Linked DNA regions of Oryzias latipes: region 2 is linked to region 1. The links are chromatin contacts, called in public Hi-C maps. All regions are on one chromosome and are shown on one strand. The core of a region is the stretch at or near the end of the contact, and the rest is flanking DNA. Distances in the headings are between cores, read along the strand shown.

Region 1 (3,103 bases), core at 367-2,866:
ATATTATCATGTTGAAATTTAGTCATAAAAATATACAGAAATGAATCTAATCTGTTAATAGGTTAGCAAACGTATCCTCAGCTGTTCTGTGATGCAGAGCTCTCTGTACAGCTACCATAAAACAGGATGTTTACAGGAAGATGAAGACTGTAATGTGATTTTTTTAAAGGTGAATTCGAAAGGTTGTATTTATAACTTCCAGGTGAAATCTTGTTTTTAAATCAGAAGTTTTTGGAGTCAGATCGATTCATCAAGGAAAGGAAGGGTTCATCAAGGAAACTGTCTAGTTTCAAAAACATATTTCTTTCTTGTTTTGAGATGAACCGTACCTGATACCTGCGTTTACGTACATTTACCTCATGCTTTTATTGTTTATATGGTCTAGACAGTGTCGTGGTCACCTCTTTAGTTCTGAAGCAGCTTCATGGTGGATGTTTCAACATGTAAGCATAATATAAAGCCTTCATATTCTGCTTTTTGGTTCATAGCAACCTGGGACGTGTTGAAGTTCCTCAAATGGCCACTTGAGGCTCCTAAAATTGAATCAAATTCCAACTGAAAATAACATTTTACACCACGATACAAAAGTCTGTCTCTTTTCAGTAGATGGACTCAACAAACCTCACAAAACTCTTGTCATTGTCTTTCTCCTGCAGTGGGTGGGATAGGCTCCAGCATGACTGTAACCCTGTGGAGCAGTGATTTCAGACCACGAGCAGGTTTAATGTCAGACAATATCTTCACTGACCGATCTAAACGAGGCTATGTTTTTTTAAAGCTTGCAGTTTCCCTTAAATTTTGAGGGTAACGTTTATTTTCATTTTCTATAAAATATCTGCTGGCTCTCTTCTCCCAAAGGAAACTTTCCAAATATGTTTTTTTGTTGTTTTATTAACTAAGTATCTCTAGCTAAACACCAGTCGGACTAAACTGAAGAAGCCGCTCAGATTAGGGCCGAAACGTCTTCAAACCAGAAGTTTTTTTCTTTTCTTTTCATTTTATCATGACTTGGATGTCTGAGAATCTACACGGAAGTGTAGGCCGTGTTTTTGTTTTGTTTTTCTCTCTGAGGCCTAGAACCAACCGTCCCACAGACTAGTACCAGTCTGCAACCCAGGGGTTGGATGTCACTGCTGTAGAGACTAAAAAGATACGGAAGATGGGAGGATGTATTCCTGCTTTTTGGTACACTGACAGTCATTCACACTGAGATGAACCACACCAGAGTTCATCTGCAAGTGAACTAGAAGAACAGAAACCTTCACACTCACCAAACAATGGGAACTTATAGGGGTATGGAAACAGATGGAAACTCAACCTACCAGCGTGAATGTACCCTGAGATTGATTTGTCAGTAAATTACACTGCTAAATGAGTTAATTACCATTCATGCATGTGTTTTATGAAAACAACAATAATATATCCAGCCAAAACAAGAAAAAAGTGAGATTAAAAAGTGTTCACATTAAACAAAGGATGGTCTTTCTCCTTCCATAGACTTCTGTGACTGTAGATGTTACATCAACAGCATCTGTGAGGGATTATGTGATTGTATTTCACTCTCTAGTGAGCCGGACATGATCCCTCGCTGCTGCACAGTCTGTGGCAGATGGGAAGTGAAGTCATCAGCATGCGACGCCTTAAACGCCTGAGTTTGGTCAGCGCGTTCAGAGACAGGATGCTGCTATAATTGGACCTCGTGGATACAGATGTTGTGTTCTGTGGGATTTCCAGCTCCAGCGGCTGCCAGGCGTTTTGTTCACAGGAGACTTCTTCCTGCTTTTCATCTCCACACTTCAGATCAACCTTTTGGGAATGGGGACATGGATGGCAGGCCTGCCCGCTAACTGAGGCGTAAAGCAAACAAAACCAAGCAATCACAGGTGATTCTTCGAGCCTTTTGAGATCTGAAAATACAAAACCACAGAAAGAAACACAGAATTATCCCTGAAAGGCTGCAGGAGGGGGAATAGTTTTCTGACAAGTGCAAAAACAGAAAGCAAAGGGTTGAGAGGCAAACACTATTATTATGCAGAGACAGAGCTGTGCGTTGTCTAGGAAACCCTAATTAGAAGTCATTTTGCTCTCAGTCCTATCAAAGCTAATGGAAGTAGAGATATCAGATCACGGCAGAGCACATTTCTGTCCCTATTAGAATATATCTCCGAGTGGTGAACGTCTGTTGTTACCTTTTCACGAGCTGTGCTTGTCAGTAAACACGCAGCACTAAAATCCCTCTTAGAGCTCCAGAGGAGATTCACGGCTGACCCACATCAGCGCAATCAAACCGATGGCGTCCCGGCTCTGTCCTGAACCATAAAGAAAGCACAAACGACAAAATGGAATCCATTATCCCCTCCTCTCCCTTCTGATTGAGGCATCAGCCAGCACTCCCAGCTCTCCTCAATGCCTCGTGAAGATGTCTCACAATCAATGGGCTTTAATCACATCCATTTTCCCTCCTTTTTCTCCTTCCATAAAAAGGAGAGAATGTCTCAACCTCAATCAACGCTATCAACACCGAAAAGGGAGGACAGTGCTGGTGTGGTTGGGCGTTCGTGGAGGAGAAGGGTCATAAGTTCACCAGGATGCAATCGTTTATGCTATTTTCATTAGAGTAAGATAAGGAGGAGCTTCTGCTGGGATCCTCCACAAACCTGAAAAACCTGCAGCACCAGTACCGGTCATCCGCCCTCCAGTACAGGTCCATGTGACTAAGGCTTTAGATGTAGAGGATTTGAATGTGGAGATCCAGGATTCAAGTTCTTGTTCAAATACTCCATATAATAATATAAACAACAGATGGCAACAGATAATAAATAGCAATAATGATAATAACACTAGAATACATTAGATAACACAATCTATTGTCCAGTGTCAATGAAGCATCGTAGAGTCTAATACGATAGAGGACATTTTCTAACATGAAATCAGTGTTTTAACTCAAAAGAAATCAAACAATAAACAGTTTCAGTTTAGCTCTATAAGTTAAGCAAAACACAGAAATGAACAATCAGTTTCCCTTTCCTCCTCTGCCGTGGTGGTTGAGTGCTGCTTATGAGCTTCTGCATGAAGATCAGCTCCATCCTCAGCCAACTCTTTG
Region 2 (3,267 bases), core at 113-2,612, 300 kb before region 1:
TTTTTTCGCCCGCAGACAGTAACCGTACCCACCTGTAAGCGCAAATGTGGCTAAAGGCATAAAATTGAGCAGAAGGCGATAACTCCGTAGCAACTATACCATTTTTTAATGCTTGGGCTTAAGTGTAGAAACATTTGTGTCTCTGTGTAAAAGTCATTTTCTCTGGTTTCCTTAGCAACTAAAGTCCATGCAAGACCCGCCCACAATTGGTGACAGATCAGTCAATGCTTCAAGTGGGCGTGGTTTGATGGTTGAGTCGAACTGTATGAACGTGACATCTTTTTCAACATGGCCTTTACCTCATCATGTTTACCAAGTTCGGAGGATTTGTTCTGATCCAGACGTTAAAAGTGGCACAACATGAATCCATTCTTGATGTTTATGAGGTGGAGAGTGGAAACACCTGCACAGTTATTTCAATGTTTTCACTCTGGAGGAGCTGCACGCGCGCATGCAAGCCGAGTGCACTTGTGGTCGCAGGATGATGTGTGTGTGTGTGTGTTGGGGGGGGGGGGGTATGGTCCCCCAAAACACTCGTGTTTACTATAAAGGAAACACAAAATAAGCCCCTTCTGGCTTTTAAAAGGAGGTCGGATTCGGGGGGGTAACATAAAAAGTTGCAGACAAAGTTTCCAAACTTTTCCGCAATTATTTCAGGAAATCCCTCTGATCCAAATTGCGCGCATTACCGTGCGTAAAGTGCGCAGACGTGATCTGCAGACTCCAACTACATAACTTGCAGAAGCATGTTTCCCCGTCAATGAATTCCAGCAGATAGGAGCCATCTTGTGACCGCATATGCTTGCAGGCTTCGAACCATCCTCCGCCGCGCCATGCAGGCAGGCAGGCAGCGAGGCGTCTCACCCGGAGTCTCGCGCACTTACTTGAACGATCTCCCCCTCCGCGCTGATCGTGGCTCCGGCTTTGGAGAAGCGTCCCTGCAAGCCAGTCGTGTACGTGGTATAATCTCCATTGGGACTGGACTCGAACAGCACCACTTCCACAAAGGCTGTATCCTTGGCGGCACCGAGAGAGGCGGCGGCCAGCAAGACCACCAGGAGCAGCGAGTCGGGCGCACGTTCCGAGCCTCCTCCCCGCGGTAAAAGCATCATCTTGCCGGCTGGATCGGCTCGGATCGGGACATAATTTCTCACGGGTGAACTGGTCAGGTGGAGGCGTCTGAAACCGGGTCCGCGCGCGCGCACAGCCTCAAAGGAGTCGGGATTGTGCAATAAAGCCGAGCTGGGCTGAAGCGTGTTTGTTTCACTACCGCGAGCCTTGTCAATTACACTGGCCCTCTCTCTCTCTCCCTCCCTCCTCCTCTCCTCCTCTACAAAGCGGATCTCCTTTGATCTCCGAACACGTGATATTTTTTTAGTCCCCCCCCCCCCCTCTCTCTCTCTCTCTCTCCCAAAAGGGCTCTATCCCCACCCACCGTTTCGTCTGACCCTCTCTCCTCCGCGCTCCCCTCTCTGAAGTCCCAGCACTCCGTTAAGGAGGCTCCGCGCGCTCCAACTATTACCTTTTTTTTCACGCAAACTTCCACAGCTCCACGCAAAAGTGACGGGGAAGTGCGTTTTCCCGAGCGGGTCCTGAAGTGGATCCGGCGAGCTCTGCGGCGCCGTGGCGGAGCACCTCTCCCCACTCTTTTCACGCCGCAATTCCACCTTAAAACAAACACGACCCCGGTCCAGGACGCTTCATGATTTACCCGGGCTAATTTTTCTATCGCATCCATGTTTGCTCACCCGGTGACTTCAATAGTGGACTACATTTTCACCGAACCAAGATAGTTAAACATTTGAACTCAATTTGTGTTTTTTTTAAGTGCAATCATGAACAATAGATCATTCTACTTTAAATCTTGTTTGTATTTAAGCATGTGGAGGACGAGCAGAATGAATCAAACGCCTTTTAAGGTGGTCAGTTGCACTGAGCATGCTCCAGGTGATGGTGGAGAGTAAAGACCCCCAGGAACCCCAACAAAACTGAACAGAACAATGATGAAACAAACACGTTATTGACTGTCATATATAAAAATAAGTTAAATTCTGGCCTTTTTTAGAGAAATCACTGACGTTTCATTATTTAAATATACTTGAAAAGATAAGGCCAAATATATGGCTATGCAATAAAATATTTATTTAAAGCTTCATTGATTACACACAAAGTTGTCCCCAGGTTTAGTTCGTTTTAACAACCCAAACGATTAATTAGTTTTGATACCAACAATGAAAAAAAAAAAATATTGGCTAAATTTCAAGTTAAAAGTAGCCTACATTATTTAAATGGAACACTTTAGACTGAATCAACATTTTTATAATGCAGTTGTGAATTAATCTTTATTTATAAAGCACTTTACAACGCCTTCGGGGTACGAAAATGCTTTACAATAACAAAAGAGAGAAAAGGACAATTAAAAATTAAGAAAATACATTAAAAGTAACAGCGTCCAACTAGGCAAGGCACAAAAACACAGATATAAACACACGGTACAAAAATAAAGTTCATTTTACGCGTCCAGCTGTGTATTTGGTCTGCACAGTTGCTCACGTTGATCTATAGTAACAAAATCGAGTATTAGGGGGCAACATTATGTTTCTAAACCTAATGTTAAAAGAAGCGTACCTCGATACTTTTAAGGTAGCTACCAAGCCGACCAATAAGAATTCTTGTGGTTCGTACAAACCTAATTAAAATAAGGTACCTTTAACTTATTAAGTTTGAACAGAGCTCTCGGCAATGGGAAGAGCGGGCGGGCTTGCTCCAGGCAAATTGGGCAAGCCAATTTTTTTAATTTGGCTAAAAACAACATAATCATAATTAAAACACCACTTTGACAACAGATCAACAGACGACCAGAGAGGATCTTAAAGATGCTTAAGTCCTTATCCAACTTGTATTTGTGGCAGCAGAAAAATCCATCCATGCAAACTTCTGTGGTTTAACTGGTTATTTTAGTGTTTTATGGTAACTTTGTGTCAGCATTTTAATTATGATATTAGTGACTTGGATTTGCATTAATGACATGGTAGCATCTGTACATACTTTGTTTCCCACAGAGCATCTCCTTTCTGAAGCTTTTCATTCCTTTTTTTTCCCTACAGGCTTGATATAATATGTATTTTTTTTTAATATTCTCTGAGCTTTCAGCAAAGAAATCTTTCCAGCTGAAGGTCTACAAGCTGACGAATGTCCCAGAACAAGGCTTGCTGTCGGCTGAGTGGCGTTGTGTTTATGAAAGCCAAGCATGTGGACTCCTTGGGT

What was found. A called contact is a pair of places that touch in the nucleus more often than the background predicts.
Region 2: a Hi-C map of embryo shows a contact between it and region 1, with 1.8 times the contacts expected there. The contact joins the promoter of znrf3 here to the enhancer-like site in region 1. A contact is called at or near these places in 2 of 5 Hi-C or Micro-C datasets (embryo and fibroblasts).

Annotation. Positions count from the first base shown.
Region 1 is chr9:3,547,289-3,550,391 of ASM223467v1, reverse strand. LOC110015597 (a long non-coding RNA gene) reads right to left here. Exons shown (of 2, transcript XR_002290812.2): 1 at 2,190-3,103; 2 at 874-1,907. Among protein-coding and RNA genes, the nearest start is that of LOC101156581, 4.0 kb to the left of the region's middle. Within about 2 kb of position 1,616, at least 1 of the 8 cell types and tissues checked has an H3K27ac peak or open chromatin away from gene starts, as enhancers often do. A contact at or near this core is called in embryo, where this site is marked.
Region 2 is chr9:3,850,772-3,854,038 of ASM223467v1, reverse strand. It overlaps znrf3 (E3 ubiquitin-protein ligase ZNRF3), which reads right to left and starts at 1,362. Exons shown (of 8, transcript XM_020705705.2): 1 at 885-1,362. The coding sequence starts at 1,112.